2 separate regions of the Delphinus delphis genome follow, and region 1 is linked to region 2. The links are chromatin contacts, called in public Hi-C maps. All regions are on one chromosome and are shown on one strand. The core of a region is the stretch at or near the end of the contact, and the rest is flanking DNA. Distances in the headings are between cores, read along the strand shown. Region 1 holds the start of APTX (aprataxin). Region 2 holds the start of NDUFB6 (NADH:ubiquinone oxidoreductase subunit B6).

Evidence for each region. A called contact is a pair of places that touch in the nucleus more often than the background predicts.
Region 1: a Hi-C map of lung shows a contact between it and region 2, with 6 times the contacts expected there. The contact joins the promoter of APTX here to the promoter of NDUFB6 in region 2. A contact is called at or near these places in 2 of 3 Hi-C or Micro-C datasets (lung and muscle).

Annotation. Positions count from the first base shown.
Region 1 is chr6:79,947,715-79,953,097 of mDelDel1.2, forward strand. APTX (aprataxin) reads right to left here and starts at 2,648. Exons shown (of 9, transcript XM_060014879.1): 1 at 2,143-2,648. The coding sequence starts at 2,210.
Region 2 is chr6:79,623,833-79,628,789 of mDelDel1.2, forward strand. It overlaps NDUFB6 (NADH:ubiquinone oxidoreductase subunit B6), which reads right to left and starts at 3,083. Exons shown (of 3, transcript XM_060014883.1): 1 at 2,768-3,083. The coding sequence starts at 2,947.

The DNA.
Region 1 (5,383 bases), core at 1,398-3,897, 320 kb after region 2:
AAGCTGGAGTATCCAACCTAGACTTGGAGAAAGGAAGTGTCAAGGAAGGTTTCCAATAAGAGGTGGGCCTAAAATGAGACCTATACATTAACTGGGTTAATTAGGTGAAAGTGGGCAGCCTAATTAGGTGAGGAGCAGGAAGAAGAGAAAGGAATCAGAGAGAAGATTCCAGTCAAAGGGAACAGCAAGGGCAGTGCACAAAGAAACAGCACAGTGCACATGAAGAAGCAGTTCAGGACTGCTGCAACCTAAGTATGAGGCAAAAAAAGAGGACGGAGATGCAGGCTGGTCCAGATGAAGCAGAGCCCTGGGTGACCAGCTGCAAAGCTCAAACGTTAGAAGCTCTAATGGATTTTGCAATTTAGTAAACAATAAATATTTGCTGAATGAGAGAAAAGATTGTATGAATGAACAGACAGATCCCCTTAAATATTATTAGCAGGACTTTGACTCAGTCAGATGTGTTTTCAAAGATCATTTGGGGGAGGAGGGTAGGTAGTGTGGAGAACAGATAACATCGGATACAGGACTAGAGGGGGGGATACCAGTTAGAAGGCCATCATATTTCAGATCAAAGAAGGTCCAAAGTAAGACAATAATAGAGATGGAAAAAAGAGCACAGATTTGAGAAATATTTAGGGGGCAAAATCAACAAGATTTAGTGATGGATGTGCTAAGAGTAAGTTCAGAGAAGACAGAATTTGAACAGTCTGTGGGACTCGCAGGCAGAGCTGTCCAGGGTAGTCAGAGGTGAGCACGAAACTCAGAGGAGATCTAAGCGGACACTTCGATTTGGGAGCATGCAGGAGGGAGTTAAAACCAAGCTAGTTGATGTGCTCACCTAGGCAGTGTGTACAGAATGAAAAGAACAATGGGCCAAAGTCACAAGCCTTGTAAACACCCAACATTTTAGGAGAGGAGGAAGAAGACTATCCACAGGAGAAATGACTGGTGAGAGAGGCACATGGAAAAACAGCCAGAACGTAAGCTCTTTAAAGGAAGGAGGCACTTTGACTTGTTCATCTCTATATCACAGTACATGTTTGTTGAATAAATCAGCTGAGTGTATTGTCCTGAGAAGCAAAGGAGTAGGGAGTGAAAGGTATCATCAAGTTTCAAAAGCAGCAAAGGAATCCAGTAATGACTGAAGAATGTCTATCTGGTTTGATAATCAATCACTAGTGACTACAGGATAAAATTTCAGGGGAATGACAGATCTGAAAGCTAGACTGCAGAAAGGAACAGCAGGTGGAGTTGGAGACAGAATTTAGAATACTCTTTTCAAAGTTTGGATGAGAGGGGAAGAGAGTTACTGGATGAGAGCCAAAGGAAGATGGATCACTAGGAACTTTTTCTTTCTTTCTGGCTTGGGAGCGTGGGGGGTGGGGTGATGACACACACACGGATATGAGAAACCTGACCTTGTTTATACATAACTGGGACATAGACAAGGGCACAAAAGACAAATGAAAACAAGGTCTCATGGGTGAAAGTATAAAAGAAAGGTCAGAAGCAAAAATAAAGGAAATTGCTTTGATCAGGAGACAGCTCATCCTCTGATACTGAAGGAAAGGTAAAGATAGGTGTAAAGCTAGATGACTGTATGAAGGGAAGGCAGAGGCAGAAATTTGAGGGAGAGCCCACCTGACAACCTCAATTTTCTCCCTAAAATAGTAGACAACAATAGAGTAAGGTGTTTGGGAACTTGATCAACAGTTGAGGAAAATCAATATAAAATAGTGGATAACATCCAAGCCTCTGAAATCCAACTGCTCAAGTTCAAATCTTGCCTCCACCACCTACGGACTGTGAGACTTGTGGCCAGTTATTTAAGCTAAGTCTTTTATTTCTTCAGCTGTAAAACGATATTAATTAGTGCTCTACACCACAGCGTTGTCACAAGGGCTAAATTAAGAAGAAAAAGTTCAGTATCTGGCAAAAAACAAGCATTCAACACTACTATCATTCTTGTTAATAGTGAAGGTAGGATGAAAGCAGGAGCTAAGGAAATGTAAAAAGATCATCCGAGAGCACAACTAAGGTGAAAGGGCACAAATCTGTTGTGTCTTCCCACGTGAAGAGTCCTGTCTCAAGTGTTCTAATGACGCCCAATATAAATCAAATTCTCAAAAGGCTCCAAACCTGGACCACATTAATTCCACATAGAAATTATATCCTTGCTTTGTTGAACCGCTATCACTGGTCTGCATGAGAAAAGGCTTGCTTCTTCTGGTCTTCGTGTAAGGCCTGTTGAGGACGCTGTGAAGGGCCCTCAAGTTCCTCTCATGGAGCGTTTCTGGAGAAAACAATGTCCTTCCTGACAGGCTGCGCCGCCTCCTTGGGTTGGACAGTGCCCATTCTCTAATCTTTCCTCTGCTTGTGTTCCAAGCTAGGTACAGGTGTCAGGGGCACAGGTGAACGAACGCGAAGTGGGACGGAGGCCAACATGAGCGCCGCCAAAACACGGCAGACGGGAAATGGGCAGCCCAGAGCCCTAGAGCCCTGGAGCCGGAGGATGCTGCAACGCCTGCCGGGAAAGAAGCCGTGAGAGCGTTATTCAGGGCACATCACCTAACAGGCAACAGCGGACCCGACCTGAGGCCCACTCCCACGGCTCTCAACCCGGCAGGCAGAAGAGGTAGGCCGATAACCGCCTTACCTAGAAACGGCGGAGGCTGACACGCTCACGTTACTCCTCCACTTCCGGCGCTGTGGGATGACGTCGCGAGACAGACTGGAGAGCAACCAGTGACTACCTGCTGACAGGATCTCGCCCGATGCCCGGATCCGGAAGTGCCCGCCCCACTTGGACCTGTATTGGGCCACGGTCCAAGTTTGGATCTTGGCAGTTATCCCAAAGAGGACGAGCTTTCTCAGCATCTGTCTATGCGAGAGCTGCTACCCCATCACCACCTCTTAGTTTCTGAAATGGGAGAGTCTTCAGGCTGCTCTTCTCTCGGTGGCCGTTTCTAGGCAGCCGTCCAGCCTCTGACATTCCCTTCATAAGGAAAAGCTCACTACTTTTAAGGCCACCTTTTGCGCTGTAGACAGTAGCTGCTTGTGGCCGCCCCCTTTCAAAGCTACAATCTGCTTTCTCCTATTCTGGGGTAGAAAGGACTGGAGGGGAGAAACCTTAGCGGAGAAACCTGCTAAGATTTTTTAATGCTGTCTTCAGTAAATGAACTGGCTGAGGGGCAGTCAGGGAGGGGAGAAGCAGGATGCTGGAATGAAATGTGTTTACCGATTTTTACGGCAATTCCAGGATGTTCCCTAAGAGTCATATATTGCAATTATTCGAAGGCATTCTGGCAGATGGAAAAACTCCTCTCTCATTTGGAATATTGTTTCCTTCCAAAGAAAAGCAGAGACTCAATGGTATGATGGCGATATCAGAGCTATAAAAACAGAGTGGGAGGATCTTCCAGGAAACACGGAAGGGAGACTTGGCAGTTGTTAGCAGAGAAGATGCAGGTTTATATTAGGGTCACACCAGTAAGTGGAGGAGCACAGGAAGCTTCTCAGCAGCCACGCAGGCCTCATGGCAGTAGAATGTGGTTCACATTGCTCGAGGTAAAGAGTGGCTGTTCTGGTGACCTGACCAGTTATTTCCTCAGAATTAAGCTTCTCTTAGCCTCTACTTCAACCTGACCTGCCTATGTTGTGTCTTGCATTCAAAACTGGATTGGATTATTCTAATTGGATTATTCAACATATATTGTGCAAAATTGGGCAGCCTATTAGGTCTAGTTGGATTATTCAACATATACTGTGCAAAAATGTCCAGCCTATTAGGTCTAGCCATTTCTCTATAGCATACTACCGGCCCAAGAAGCAGGGTCACATGGCATAATGCACGGCTTCGGGGCATGGCAGGCACAAAATTCTCAAGGACTCCAAAGCCAAAGATTTATCACAAACACATATATAGAGATTAATAGAGAATAAGCCTGTGGTATTATCTAATGCAGTAGCCCTCAAAATATAATCCTTAGATCAGTAGGAGTAGCCTCAAAACACTTGGGAACTTGTTAGAAATGCAAATTCTCAGTCCTCACCCCAGGCTTACTAATTCAGAAACTCTGGGGGGCGAGGCCCTGCAATATGTTTAACAAGCCCACCAGGTTATCCTAATATTGTACATGCTTAGATTTGAAATTCATTGATGGAAGGCAAAGGCTTCAAACCACACTGTGATAAATGTGTTTTGTTAGTATACTCAGAGTTTTGGAGTTTTTTTGTTTGGTTTGCTTTTTTCAAATAAAATTTTTTTTTCAATTTTTAATTGTGGCAAAATACAAATAACATAAAACTTACCGTCTTAACTGTTTTTAAGTGTATAGTTCAGTAGTGTTAAGAATATTCACATTGTAGTAAAATCTATCTCCAGAACTTTTTTTTTTGGCTGCGTTGGGTCTTTGTTGCAGCGCACAGGCTTTCTCTAGTTGCCGCAAGTGGGGGCTACTCTTCGTTGCAGTGCACGGGCTTCTTATTGCGGTGCCTTCTCTTTTTGCAGAGCACGGGCTCTAGGCACGCGGGCTCAGCAGTTGTGGCGCACGGGCTTAGTTGCTCTGCGGCATGTGGGATCTTCCCGGACCAGGGCTCGAACCCGTGTCCCCTGCACTGGCAGGCGGATTCTTAACCACTGCACCACCAGGGAAGCCTCCCAGAACTTTTTAATCTTGCAAAACCAAAACTCAAACAACTCCCCATTTCCCCCGCCCCCAATCCCTGGCAACCACCACCATTCTACTTTAAGTTACAATGAGTTTGACCACTCCAGATACCTCATGTAAGTGAAATCATACAGTATTTGTCTTTTTGTGACTGGCTTATTTCACTTAGCATAATGTCCTCAAGGTTAATTCACTTGTAAGTGTCAAAACCTCTCTCCTTTTCAAGGCTAAAAAACATTCCATTGCATGTATACACCACACTATTCCTCTGCTTCCACCTTTTGGCTATTATGAATAATGCTGCTGCGAACATCGTTGTACAAGTATCTCTTTGAGATCTTGCCTTCAATTATTTTGTATATATACCCAAAATTGGGATTGCTGATTCATAATTCTGTTTTTAATATTTTAAGGGACCACCTACTGTTTTCCATAGCGGCTGCACCATTTTACATTCCCACCAGCAGTGTACAAGGGTTCCAATTTCTCCACATTCTTGCCAACACTTGTTATTTTCTTATTTCGGTTTTTTTTCTTTTAATAGCAGTCCTCCTAATGGGTGTGAGGTAAGGTGATATCTCACTGTGGCTTTGATGTGCATTTCTCTAATGATTAGCGATGTTGAGCATCTTTCCATGTTTTTTGGCCATTTGTATATCTTCTTCAGAGAAATACCTATTCAAGTCCTTTACCTATTTTTAAATCATGTT
Region 2 (4,957 bases), core at 1,833-4,332:
TCCACTCACCAATTCCCTGCCCCCTTACCCACTCAGCAACCCACTCAGGATTTAAGCCTCCTCACTGGGTACAAGAATGCCCTCCTCACTCTTTGGGTTACAAAACTCCATGCTGGGCAACTACCAACACTCTCCCTTCCATGCCACTCCCCAAAATGCACTCCTTCCTCACCCTGCCTGGGATTTAACACCCTACACCAGGGTATCCCTAGCCTTTAAAATATGGCAACAGACTCAATTCAATGCAAGATCTTTCAGTGAAAAAAATTCAAGCTTTTGGACATGCTGAATTCTAAAGAAAGTAAGTTGTGAAAAACCAGACAGAGCACAGGAAAAGGAAATGATGACAAAGATAACCTTTATCTATTGTGAATTTTATCTTATACCAGATCTGTGCTCAAAAAAAAGGAGCAGAAATTATTTTCTCCCTTCCAACTCAGGACGCTGAGTTTGCACCAGTATTATTAGGTCAACTATATTTCTGATCATTTAAACATTGTTTCATGAGGAAATGCAATTCAAGTTGTAAACAACTAATATAAAGATCAACTTTTTGAAAAACCATACATTACCTAAGTTTCATTAAACCTTTTACCTAAAAGGATTCAAAGTAATTCAAAATCAGTTATAAGTGGCAGATTATTTCCACTAAGTAGAGCCGGGTAAGGCATTGCCACATAGGAAATAATTTTGTACAATATTAAAAATAAATTCTGAAAAATACATACTTAAAGCACACTTACATTCACATGATATTTCAGATAATAATGAATAATCCAGAAAGGGATCAGTACATGAGTAAAAGCAAAGATACTGTGTCGGTACGTCTTATAGATCTGGGGGAAAAAAAACATACACAAAATAGATATCTTATTTTTTATACATTTGTGGCAGAAAAAAAAAGCATCAGTGATATAAAAAATCACGATTATTGTAAAATCTCTAAATGCTACGTATTTCCATATAGTCTGTACACCGAATATTTTTACTAAACATAGTGCCTGCTAGGTGACACCTACAGAGTTCAAAGCAAAGGAGGCTTAAGAGAAGCAGCATTTTGCAAAACTATAGTACTGTATTTATAAATATGTTTTTTAAAAGACTTCTAAAAATATCCTTATTATAAGTTTGTTTAAGATAAAACATGGCATAAATAATGAAATAATTCTAATCAATTTAACCAGAGTAATCAGAACTACAGAATTTTCAGGTAAAGTCATTTCCCTAATTTATCAATTTCAGATATCCATAATAAACACCATTTGTATCATTCTACCTGTAGGGCAGACAACCTTGAGTGCACTAATGCTGGAAAAAGAATGTTTTACATACTGGGATAAGGGTGTTCCAAGCTCACTTTGAGGTGCCTTCAGACACAGTATTTTTAAAAAGAAAGGCAAAAGACATCTAAAAATGGAACTTTTCCATGGCAGCCAATTTGACTGAAACAGACCTATCCTGTCAGGGAAAAGACAATCTAGATTCTAAGTGTTGTAACAGATATGATTATGAAAGAAAAAGTTAACTCAAAGTAAGGTAAGACAGATTTCAACAAATGATTATTTACTTCCTTACATCACTGGCTGACGGGTGGGATGTCAACATTCAACCAGTGGCTGCCAAATCAGTTAAGTAATGCCAGAGACACAAAGGGTGAGAAGAGAGGAAAGTTCAATTAGAGTTTAATTTTACCATCATAAATAAGTATCTAATACCACTTTCTTAGAAAAATTTGCACCAGACTTTGTAGCACAATAAAATACACATGGATTTCAAAGTGAACTTCTTCAATTCCTAGCCCTGGGACCACAGGTAAATCACTGAATTCCTGCAGGTCTCCGTTTCCACATATTTAAAACGAGGATTAGGGATGGTTTCTACCTTATGGAAGTAAAAAAATAAATAAAGTAACACGTGTAAAACCCTCAGCAAAGTGCCAGGCACAAAGTAAGCACCGAAGTGTTCCTTATATTATTACCATTATTATTAGCCAAAGTTGCAAGGAATTCTGAGATACAGCATTCATCATTCATAATTGATGTGATTTAATTAACGACCTCAAGAAAATATCAGGAGACCCTGAAAATAAAGATAGCACTTGAGTGAGTGACTTTCTGCAAAGTCCAGGAATGGCATTCTTAAATGAAAGCGTGTGTTCAACGTACGTAGTAGCGGTTAAGAAAGGGGGCTCTTGAATATGACTCACTCAGCATACCAATAGGACCCCTTCTTTAATGGTCATTACATAGAGCTGTATTACCAGCTAGAGGCTCATTGTGCCTTCTGGTAGTCGAGTGCAGAGTTAGTTGGTCTCTATAATCTCAACCTCAAAAATCAGACAAGTGTCTTCAAATACTAAAATCATTGAATTTTAACTTTAGTGAATCCTTGGCCATCATTCTGAGGGAAGGTCTCCACAGTCAAAAGAGAAGCAAGCCTGCAGTGTCCTGTAAAACCCAGGCGAAGATTCGCCTCCTTCTCATCACATTTGACAGCCAAAGGACAAGACCATCCCGAAGCCATACAAGCTCCGGACTCTGACTCCTGACTCCCGACTCCCAGCCTATGATTCCTGGGACCAGTGAGCGTCCCAGCTAAACCTAAGTCTCGGTAGAATCTGATTCTCCCTTGGGGAACTACCGGAACTTTCGGGGGTGGAGCGAGTCAGTCCCTAATGTGGCTACAGTGAGCAGGCGTCCCAGCAGCCAGGCCGGGGTCCGCGACGGGGCGGGAGTCAGGGTGGGAGTGGGGGAGGGCTGTCACTCACCACGTTCTTCCAGGAGGCCCCGTCCTGCAAAAACTTATTCCAGAATTGCTCCATAGGCCACATCCTCCGCGGGGGCAGCACCGGTTCCCGGGGGCTCAGCTCCTGATCCTTCAGCCATCGCCTTCTCAGCTCTCGCAGCTGCTGCAGCCGCAATTTCTCGTCGGACGTATACCCTGACATGTCGCCGCTGATACCAAGGCAGCAGGATACGGCGCGCCCCCGAACCAGGGTCTTGTCACTTACGCGCGCACTTGCACTGCAAAGCGACCTTGCTAGGACGCCAGGGAGCGGCGCGCCGTTAGGACGTCACTCTGGTCCTGCCTCCGAGCGGCTCCAATCTGCGCGTAGTGGCTGGGCATGCGCAAAGCCCTCCACACACCTTCCGGGTTTACTGGCCCAGATTACCAGTGGCGGCAGTGATACCTCAGTTACCGGATGAGGAGGAAAGTGATGAATGAGAGAAAGTATGAGAGCTCAGAGGACTAGAGGTTCTGATAAGGAAGAACTGGTGCGCTGGGAGTTGGAAGCGTGAGAATATGTGATTCAGTGAATGTGACTTCCAAATGCAAAATTCTTCCTTTGCCTCTCCCACCTTGCAAATCCTCTTCCCGTGACCTACAGAGTCCGTGGAGACCCGTTACATCTAAGTTTAAACCCCAGACTTGTCAGTGACTGGTAAGGTGACCTTGAGCAGCTGTCTCAGTCTGTTCTTCCATCTGTACTGCAGAAGTAAAAAGAGTCTCAATATCTAGCAGAATTATACACATTCACACTTTGAGCCAGCAATCCCACTTCTAGAACTCTATCCTAAAGATATCGTGGTAAAAGTATGTGCAAGACTATTCACTGCAGCACTATATGTAATAAAATACTGGAAATTGCTCCCAAAGTTCCTCAGTAAATGGCTACTTGAATAAATTATGGTAAAATAATGCAATGAAGTGCCCTATATACAACTGGAGTGAGCTCCTGAATACATATATTGTTAATTGAAAAAAGTTGTGGAAAGAAGTGTATATAGTATACTACCTTTCATCCAAAAAGGGGAGGGTGGTAGTAATACTAAATAAGTATATATATATACATATACTATATCTAGTAATACTATATATATATATATATTTGCTTAAAGTTTAAAAATAACAAAGGAAAATTACTGATTTTTTTTAATGTTACTTGAGGAAGAGAGGAAGGCAGTAGGCTACAAGAGACAGAGATAGAACCTAAACTTCTCTGAATTTATAAAAAGCAGCCTTTAAAAATCAAAAGAAAAAATACATGGGTCTAACTGATCTGCTTGTTGGCATAATTTCAAAAACACACACCATTTCAGGTAACTTTAAACTATCAAATTACTGTACATCCATAGAGGGATATACCTCAAAGAAAAAAGAACTAAAAAAAAAGAAAAGAAAGCAGTCAAACTATTTTAACTGATCATATGGTTGGTAGTGATGGTAGTGGTGCTATTGTTAATGTGACACTGAAAATAAACATTTATGCCGGGATTTTTTTTTTTTTTTTTTTTTTTTTGCGGTACGCGGGCCTCTCCCTGTTGTGGCCTCTCCCACTGCAGAGCACAGGCTCCGGACGCGCAGGCTCAGCGGCCATGGCTCACAGGCCCAGCCGCTCCGCAGCGTGTGGGATCTTCCCGGACCGGGGCACGAACCCGTGTCCCCTGCATCGGCAGGCGGACTCTCAACCACTGCGCCACCAGGGAAGCCCTATGCTGGGACTTTTGTTGTGGGAGAAAGGAGATACAAATGTAAATTGTATGAGTTTAAGTAAAAACTCTGTAGTCCTAAATTTGGACAGGAATAAACAGTATTAACTCATGATGTATTTTATCTTTAAATAAATATATAATTTTATCTTAACTCTGCCTATGAAATGGCCTAAAAACTATGGCCAACCCAGTAACCATGAACATCTTTAGCTCCTAGATTGTGATCTCTAAATACCATTTTCCATTAAAAGGAACCAAGACTCCTTGGAGCAGCAGTTCTCAAAACATTTTGCTCCCCAAATCTCTTTAAATTCTTAAAATTGTTGAGGGCCCAAAGAGTTTTTATTTATGTGGGCTATATCTATTGATGTTGACTGAATTAAAAATCAAAACATTTCAAAATAACAAAGTATCTATTAACAAAAATTAGTGAGAAGAGTACAATTGTTTTACATTTTTGTGAA